2 separate regions of the Macaca mulatta genome follow, and region 2 is linked to region 1. The links are chromatin contacts, called in public Hi-C maps. All regions are on one chromosome and are shown on one strand. The core of a region is the stretch at or near the end of the contact, and the rest is flanking DNA. Distances in the headings are between cores, read along the strand shown. Region 1 holds the start of TDP1 (tyrosyl-DNA phosphodiesterase 1). Region 2 holds the start of LOC144329795.

What was found. Hi-C and Micro-C count contacts between places; a contact is called where the count stands out from the background.
Region 2: a Hi-C map of cortical neurons shows a contact between it and region 1, with 2.7 times the contacts expected there. The contact joins the promoter of LOC144329795 here to the promoter of TDP1 in region 1. A contact is called at or near these places in 3 of 14 Hi-C or Micro-C datasets (CD4 T cells, cortical neurons and liver).

The regions. Positions count from the first base shown.
Region 1 is chr7:163,212,879-163,217,515 of T2T-MMU8v2.0, forward strand. It overlaps TDP1 (tyrosyl-DNA phosphodiesterase 1), which reads left to right and starts at 1,897. Exons shown (of 16, transcript NM_001257779.1): 1 at 1,897-1,934. EFCAB11 (EF-hand calcium binding domain 11) reads right to left here and starts at 746. Exons shown (of 6, transcript XM_077941608.1): 1 at 548-746. The coding sequence starts at 622.
Region 2 is chr7:163,322,010-163,326,646 of T2T-MMU8v2.0, forward strand. It overlaps LOC144329795, which reads left to right and starts at 2,488. Exons shown (of 3, transcript XM_077938828.1): 1 at 2,488-2,546; 2 at 2,732-3,241; 3 at 3,663-3,897. The coding sequence starts at 2,488. The coding sequence ends at 3,897. KCNK13 (potassium two pore domain channel subfamily K member 13) reads left to right here and starts at 4,005. Exons shown (of 2, transcript NM_001261646.1): 1 at 4,005-4,637. The coding sequence starts at 4,419.

The sequences.
Region 1 (4,637 bases), core at 647-3,146:
TCTTATTTTTATTACTAGTTTATATAATTTGGACCTCGAAAATCTAAAACTTGGCCCAGCGGTAGAGTATGAAAATAGAATTTCATTATCCCAATATTAATTCTCAAGAAAAATCAAAGATGGACTAAAATCTTCTTAAAGATGGGCTGAAATTTCCCTCAAGAAAGTAAAACCAGTTAATCGCTAGGATGACGCAAATTAATTCACTTAGACCACCGAGATAAATTCTACCCAAAATTCAGTCCTGGAGTTAGGAAGGTGAGGCAAAGGGGCTGGCTTTGAAAGGCGGGAGGAGAGATGCAGATTCGTGGTTACCATTAATAGACTATGTAGAGGGAAAGGAGAAGGAACTTGGAGGTAGCCGTAGTCCTGGACGGGGAGCCAGGAGCCCTGCAGCTCCAGGATCAGTCATTAACCACAACCCTTTGGACAGGTAGCCCAGGTCTTATCTGTACAACCCGGCAGAGAGAGACCCAGGCGCGGGGGAGAAAGCGAGAGGCCCAGGGCAAGCTGAAGTCCGAGGCTCAGTCGCCCTCCGGACACCTACTTCCACCCACATCCTGTGTTCCGAGGGACTGGCTTCCCACGTCGGCGACCTGGCTCTGGCCTCGGAGAAGAACATCGCGACTGCAACAACCGAACCCCAGCACCCCAAACACGGCCCACTGCTGCCCCGGCCTGGCTCGCAGCCTAACGCGGCCACGCCCGCCGCGGCTCAGGAAGCCGAACTTCACCGCGCAACTCCGTCGTCTCCTCCCATTGGACAACCTGCCAGCCCACTCGCGTTAATCCCGCAGGGCTATTGGCCAGAGCCTTTGTTTAATCAAGTTTCCTAGGAGCCGCCCTGGCAGTGAGGCGCCCAGGCCTGCCCCCAGCACTTGGCTCCGCCCCCTCTGTCCCCTTTACTAGTTGCGTGTGGCCGGAAATCCAAGCGCTTCTAGGTGCTGGTTCAATGCCTGGTTCATGATTTATTTCATTCTCTCCCTCCATCTTGCAGTAAGTTACTTTTAATCATTTAGATCTATGACACTATGCTAAACATCATTGGAGACAAAAAGAGTGTGAACAAACATAAAGACAACCAAACGAAAAGAGCCAAGTCCGGGATTCTCGTTCAGATCAGCAAGTCATTGAGATCGAGCTCCCAGGGTAGCTACTACATCTGCTCTGTCCTCCAGATAACCCCAGCACCTAGCACTGTACATGGCACAAAGTAGATCTTCAATGAACGAACGAAACGAGCCGTTATGTTTACACAAATGTATTTCACTCAGTCCTCTGGAAGACATGCCTAGTTTGAGGGAGATTCCAAGAATAAATACCACAAATAGCACAGAGCCCAAATCCCACAGCAAACATCCTTATTGAAGGCAAGGACTGTGGGGCGAGTTCCGTTTCTCAGAAGATTTTAAAAGAACGCAACTGTTTCGAAGAAGGAACAGACATTCGAAGTTCTGAGTCCAGTGGGAACTCATTTAACATTTTATTTTACAGCAGATTTCAAAGTCTGCACCCAGCCCTTCCCAGGACACAGGTCTCCTTGCAGCTGCCTTTATCCTAAGCGTATCCTCTCTCCACTTTAAACCAAACGCCGCTGCATGGAGTCCTGGGAGCTTGAGCCATGAGAATTCCGTAAAGAGGGTGAGTCTTGCTCGTAGTTAACTAGAGAGAAGTTAGGGGACGCCTTTCTGGTTCGCTATTCGTTTTAAGAAGTCTCCAGGAGGTCAGCCAAGAGCTAGGGGAGACGAGGTCTCCCGAGCCCCGTCCTGGGTAGACACCCGGCGGGCTTTAGGACCCAGCGGTGCGCTCCCCGGAAGGGGAAGGGGCCGGACCTCGAGCCCCGCGACGCTGCCCCGAGGGTTTCAACTGCGCGCATGCGCGGCGGCCGCCGAAGGGGCGGGATCCGAGGCGAGCGTGAGTTCGGTGCGCCTCAGGTACGTGTTGGGCGGCAGCGGGCGCGGAGTCGGTGCGGTCTCTCGAGGGCTGCGGTCGGGCCCGGGAATCTGCTCCTGACCGGTCGCGGTTCGCGGGCTGCTGGGGTCCTGCAGGGCTGGAGGCGGACCGCGAGGAAGCGGCGCGGCTGGGAAGACGGGGCAGGGTCGCCTCGGCCCCTGGGCCTCGGTTTCCTCCGATCACAGCGTCTCAGGGGGCGCGCACAGGCGCCGCGGAGACCTGTGTCCTGCCTGGGCGCGGCGCTAGGGGCCCCTGCTGGGGTTTTTATTCCCAGACCTAAGCTTACAGGTGCGTGGTCCCAGAAAGTGAGTAGGAAGTCCCAGAAAGTGAGTAGGAAAGCGCCCACCACGTGCCAGACGCTTAAGCTTTCTGTGCTTGGTTTCTCAGTATAGGAGGACGGTCACGGTACGTAGTATAGAGTTGTCTTGAGGGTGAAGCGAGTTTACACCCGATGAGGCCCTTCGAATCGTGCCTGGCCGGCCCCAGATGATCGCACAGTAAGGTTGGCAGCTGCTGTTATCACTTCCTCACCTTCCGAATCGGCTCCCGTCGAACGCCTTCAGCAAGAGCCCTCTCACTTCGTCTCCAAACCGTTCTCCACAGAGTTGGAGCGCACACAGTTGTATTAAAAAGGCAAATCGAAGGCCGGGCGCGTTGACTCACGCCTGTCATCCCAGCACTTTGGGAGGCCGAGGCGGGTGAATCACTTGAGGTTAGGAGTTCGAGATCAGCCTGGCCAACATGGTGAAACCCCGTCTGTACAAAAATTAGCCGAGCATGATGGCGGGTGCTTGTAATTCCAGCTCCTCAGGAGGCTAAGGTGGGAGAATTGCTTGAACCTGGGAGGCGGAGGTTGGAGTGAGCCGAGATTGTGCCATTGCACTCCAGCCTGAGTGGCAGAGCGAGACTCTGTCTCAAAAAAAAATAAATGCAATTCGGATTCCCCTTCTTAAAGCCCTAAGTGAGACCCCATTGTTCATAGCATAAAATCCAATTTCTTTAATGGGTCTTCTCCCCTCACCCCCTTCATCGTGGACCGTTGCCTGCCTTGCCTAAGTCCTTTTTTATGATCTCTTTCCCATCTCTGCAGGCTGGGTACCCTCTAGTTGGAATGCTCTGCACCCCATCATTTAGACAGCAGGTTCCTTTTGGCCCTCTGGGTCTCATTTATATGTTACTTCTTCAGCATATTCCCAAGATCACCCCTATTTTTCTGTCTCATACTTATAAAATGTAATGAATGTCTAACTCATCTTGGCTATTAAAATTTTTATATGTGGGTCTGTCTCTTCTGCCCTGAAATTATGCTCTGCTAGGATAGAAACTATATTGTTAAGGCCTCATTCCCAGTTTTCAGTACATAATGACTGCCCAGTAAGTTGTTGAATGAATGCACTCCAGGGGGTAAGCCTGATAACCATTTTACAGACTAAAAAACCGAGGCTCAGCAGTTAACTAACCTGCCCGAGTGCACATTTACTCCCTAGTCATGGCTCGGTTTGAGACAGGGCCCATGCTGCCTTTGGCCACACAGGAACTCAACTGAGGAGCCTGGCTCCCGGGCCCACCTGATGGTTTTTAAGCTCCATGAGAAGGAGCAACTGGAGGTGAAAGAGAAATGCCCCAGCTGGGTCTGGTATAGTGGGGAGTGAGGAAACAGCAGCTCTAAATTGAGTACCTTTCATATCCACAACATGTTTTAAAGTCCTTAATAAAAGCACTAGCAGTGTCCTGAGCTAGCGTTTGGTGGGAAAATTTCTTTAGATTTTTCATGTTAGTACAGTGTTTGCCAAATTTCAATCACACTCACCTGCCTTCTCCCCAGTTTGTTTTATTCCCTTAACACATATGACACGGGATTTTTTTCAGGGCCGCTTCGCCAGCTGGAGACCTCCAGCCCTGGGCTGGCCGCAGGAGGTGCCCTGCCCACTCAGCCTGGCATTGTGCGTTTGGCTTTCCTCCTGGCCCAGATCCCGTGGCCACTATGCACGCTCAGCCTGCAAGGAGTGGGTGTATGAGTGAGCCTGGAGGCCTGGATGGCTGTTCCAAGTGCTGGCCCAGGCACAGACTCCATGCAGGACTGTGGATGGCCTGGGCGTGTGGCAAGTGACTCTGGCATCAGACTCTGGTGTCCAGATGAGGGGGATGTGGTGGTGCCCGAACACTTGGAGACGCCAGGCAAATAGGGATGTATTAACAGCTCTTTTAGTCCCGCCATCTGCAGCCCAGTAAATGGAGGTGTGTGGCAGCCAGTGGTTCCCTCTCCCGTTGTTCCACCAGCGGAACAGAGTGCTGCTACAGGGCTATAGCTCTATTTGCACTTGCTGTTTAGCAGGTCCCAGTTTCTTGTCCTGCGTCCAATAATAATAAGGTTAGGGTGACAACCAAAGGGGAGAAGGGGGGAGATGAGTTTTATTGAGTGATGAAACAGTTCTCAGCAGAGAGGGGACCCCAAGTGGGTGTCCCCTGTCCCCACCCAAAGGTGGGCAGTTCCCCAGTGTGGCTGAGTCTGGGGCTTTCATGGGCTCAGAATGGGGGAGTGTGCTGATCGGTTTGTAAGTATGCAAAAAAGGCTAAAACAAAGGCACCACCCAAAGGTGGGCTTGACAATGTAAAAAACGAATTAGGGAAGGGTAGGTGTATGTAAAGTAGGTGAAGGGTGGGGATTAATTAGAGGAAGCCGT
Region 2 (4,637 bases), core at 1,238-3,737, 110 kb after region 1:
GAAACCCCAAGTACAACTTATCCCAGATATGCAAAATTGGCTTAACTAACATTAGAAAGGCAATCAATGAAATACAACATATTAACAGAATAAAGGAGAAAACTATATGATCATCACCATAGATGCAGATAAGGCATTTGAAAAAATCAGTACTCATTTATGCTTCATTAAAAACAAAAAACTCAGAAAACTAGAAACAATAATAAAAGGAAACTTCCTTAATCCGATAGTTCCTATGAAAACCCCACAGCTAACATTATATAAATGATGATAAAAGGAAAGTTTTCTCCTAATATCATAAGACAAGGATATCTGCTTCCACTTCTATTGAGTAATATACTGAGGCTCTAGCCATTACAGACAAGAGGGGGAAAAGATGATAAAGATCAGGAAGAAAAAAGCAAACCTTGTAGATGACATGATTATTTACAAAAAAACTCCTAAAGGAATCAACAAAACATGTACAACTGATGAAATGTAGCAAGGCTGAAGAATTCAAGTACTTTTGCAACAATCGTGTATTTTATGGACTACAGCAAACAACTGAAAAGTAAAATTTTGAAATTCCATTTACAATAACATTAAAAGAACATAAAATACTTTAGAATGAATTTACAAGAGATGTGCAAGCTCTCCAATATGAAAACTTGGTTAAGAAACCCTAAATAAATAGAGGAATATACCTCTTTCATGAATTGTCAAGATGTTCTTTCCAAAATCCAGCACAATCCCAGAAATCAAGATCCCACAGCTTTTTTGATGAAATTAAGCTGATTCTATGATTTTTTAGTGGAAGTGTAAAAGTTTTATAACATTCAAAGAATCTTGAAAAAGGAGAGCAAAGTTAGAGGACTCAATTATAGTCCCACTAAAGACCTACCATAGAGTTATAAGTAATGTAAATCCTGTGGTATTAGCATAAGGGTGGGCAAATAATGAACAAACTAAATTCCTGAAACTCAGGCATATTTATCTTTTCAACAAATAGCATTGGAATAACTGGAAATCCACCTGGACAAAATGACCTTTGACTCTTCCCTCATACCACAGGGAAACAAATGGATCATAGACCCAAATATAAAAGTGTGGGGAGACAGAAAACCTATGCAACCTTGAAGGAGGTAATGATTTCTCAAAGGGCACCAAACATACAGAAAACATATTTAAGAAAATAAATGAGAAAATAAATAGGCAAATCAGAGGTAGAAATATTTGCAAGATATGTATCTGAGAAAGGACTGGTATCCCGCATATATAAAGGATCTCTATAACTCAGTAACAGAGAAACTAATTTTATAAGTGGGCAAAATATTTCAACAGAAAATTCACAAGAGAAGGTACACAAGTGGCCAGCAAGCACATTAGGGAAATGCAAATTAAAACCACAGTGAGATATCGCTACATCCACCAGTATTTTTAGACATCAGGGAAATGTAAATTAAAACCACAGCAAGATATTGCTACATCCACCAGTAGTTTTAAAATTAAAATGACTGATACTGCCAAATGTTGACAAAGATACGGAGCATCCAGAACTATTGTACACTGTCAGTACAGCTGCTTTGGGAAAATGTCGGGCAGTTTCTCATAAAACGAAATACATATGTACCCTCTGACCCAGCAATTCCACTCCTAGGTCTTTACGTAAGAAATATGAAAACATATGTCTACATAGGTGTACAAGAATGTTCCTAACAGTTTTATTTATGATGACCAAAATTTTATAACAGTTCTCCTTTCTATCAATAGAAGGAGAAAGAATAAAACTATGGTATATCCAAACAATGAAAAACTAGCAATAAAGAGGAAGGAATTACTAAGATATATAACATGGGTAAATCTCAAAAACATGTTTTCCACAAGAGAGTACATACCGGCATGATTCCATTTATATGGAGATTTAGAGAAAAAAAAAAAAACTGAGTTCTATAAAAGCGAAAGTAATCGATGGCAGAAAAATTCTGAACAGTGGTTTCCTCTGGAGGAATGTGGGTGGGGAGTTACAGGGAAGGGACTTCGGGGAACTCTGACCTGTTGATGATGTTTGGTTGGTGGGTTGGATAGGTGATTTGCAGAGGTGTACGCATTTGTCAGAACGCACCTAATGATACACTTAAGATTTATGCATTTCACTGTATGTAAATTTTATCCGAAAAGGAAAAAAATTCTGTAAGTAAATATTGAACCCTACGTAGTGATATGCAGGCAGAAGTACTGGGGATGAGGGCGGAAGTGTACCAAGCTCTGCAACTTACTCTGAAATGCATCCAAACCCGATGGGTTGATGGATGGACAGAGGGACGGATAGGTATCTAATAAATCAAGTATAGTAACATGTTAATTGTAGAATCTAGGTGGTAGGTATACGGGTGTTCACTGTAAAGTTCTTTCAACTTTTAGAATGTTTGAAAGTTTTCATAATAAAATGAATTTAAAAGGTAATTGCGGTACTCACCCTGGGTGTATACACAGGCACCTATTCTCGCGATGCCCCTAAAGCTCTTGCCCCTCAGAAGGCTAGATGAAAGAGGGGCATTGGGGAGTGAGTAACAGAGCCGAGAGGACTGCTAACAGCACCAGGGTTTCTGATGAAAATGCACTCACCAGAGCTGTGTTTCATTATTCGAAATCATACGGTTTTACTCAACAGGGCTCCTAGCCCTTCTGTCTCTGCTCCTGGTGCGTAAGGGTGGTGTGTGGGGCTCTGAGTCTGGGACTGCTCTCTCGGAAGGTGGGAAGATGCCCACGTATCCATTCCTCTCCGCGTGCAGATTCGCTCCCACACGCCCGGGCGGGTGATTCCGGAGGGCCGCGCGGGGCTGTCTGCGCGGGCGGGGGCGGGATGTGTCTGGAGGAGGCAGAGCGCCCTCTCCCGGTCCCGGAGGGCCCACGCGGCCCGGTTGAGCGTCCCACCAGCCGGTTCTGCATTCACTCCCCAGATCTGCGCGCCCTGGTGGGAGCACTGCAGCCCCTGGTCGGCCTTCCAAACGCCAGGCGTCTACTGGCGGAGACCAGCGCAGGAGGCGGGCCCGCGCGCAAGGAGGCGGGCGACAGGGTGGAGTCGCCGCAGCTGGCAGCCGCACGGCTCCACCTGTTGCCGCGTCGAAGCGCGCCCGCCTGAGAAGGCAGAGCGCGGTGCGGACCTGTGCTCCCCGCGCCGGCCGGCAGGGCAGGGCCGCGGCTGCCAGGAGGCCCGGGAACAGTCCCGACGGAGCGGCGCGGAGAGGGCGCTCCCCGGAAGGTGAGATCTACAAGGCGGGGTTTCGGGGAGGGGGCCCTGGCGGTTTGCTGGAGAGCATGCTGATGGTGTGCGTGAGGTGGGGGATGCCTTCTGCGCGGACCCCGCGTCCAGGCAAAACTCTGGAACGCACTAAGCAGCCAAGCCCGGGTGGAAGAGATGGAACTCTCCAAGGTCAAGGTCTCCTGGCCGCGGGGCCCTTACAGCCCCCAGTCTTTGGCCTCCTCTCTGGAAGCGGGGCTGGCTCGCAGTGCGGGCTTGGTCCGGGCGGAGCCCACTAGTAGGCGCAGAGGACGCCCCCGCGCAGGATCCAGAGACCAAGGGTGCTCTGGCATGGGCAAGGCGAGGCCGGCTGCCCGGGGGAGATGCCCCTAACTTCCTTCGCTCCCTGTTCCAACCTCCCTTTCTGGTCTCCTCTCTCCAGCCTGTCCGCGCAACGGATGCGCAGCGTTGGGGCCCGGCGGGAGGTCGGAGCCCGCGGACGCCGCTCAGTACAACCCCTCTCTCCTTGCGCCCACCCTGGACCCGCTCCATCCCTAAGCCCCAGCAGCCGATTCGGTGACTCGGGAGGCCACAGGCTCAGCGCGACACCACGACCACAACTAGGACGCACCACCGTCGGTCTACCTGGGGAGGCACCTACAAAGCCAGCAGACTGACGCCCGCGTCTTAGCCGTCGGTGGCCTGAGAAGCGATAGTCAAAGGAACCAGGACCCAGTGGCTCTGCTTACCCGCCGACCTCCGGACCCCCTCGACCTTCTCTTCGGCGGAAACTCGACTTCGCTCGAGCTTGCCCTGAAGACGCGCCACGCCCCCTCCCCTACCTAAGCCAGACAGGGAGCAGGGATGGAAACGGCGTCCGCAACCCAGCGCCAAGCAGACGTGGACTCTGCGCCCGCTCCCCGGGACCTTCGGCGTTAAGGAGAACCCCGAAGAGAGCGGGGGGAGTGGAGGGGAACGGCGGCGACAAAGCGGATTTGAAACTAGGCGTCAAGGAGGACGTGGGGAGCTGGCGCCGCAGGAGCTACCGAGGCGGCGGCCGGGGGAGCCTCGCGGCCTGCGGGAGCTCCCGGCGGTCATGGGCGAGTCGGCGGTGGGGCGCCTGGGAGCCGGCTGAGCGCCGGGGCCCTTATTTCCCGGGGGAGGGCGAGACTCCGCTGGCGCCCCTGGGGGCCCGGCCATGGCCGGTCGAGGTTTCAGCTGGGGCCCGGGCCACCTGAACGAGGACAACGCGCGCTTTCTGCTGCTGGCCGCGCTCATCGTGCTCTACCTGCTGGGCGGCGCCGCCGTCTTCTCCGCGCTGGAGCTGGCGCACGAGCGCCAGGCCAAGCAGCGCTGGGAGGAGCGCCTGGCCAACTTCAGCCGCGGCCACAACCTGAGCCGCGACGAGCTGCGCGGC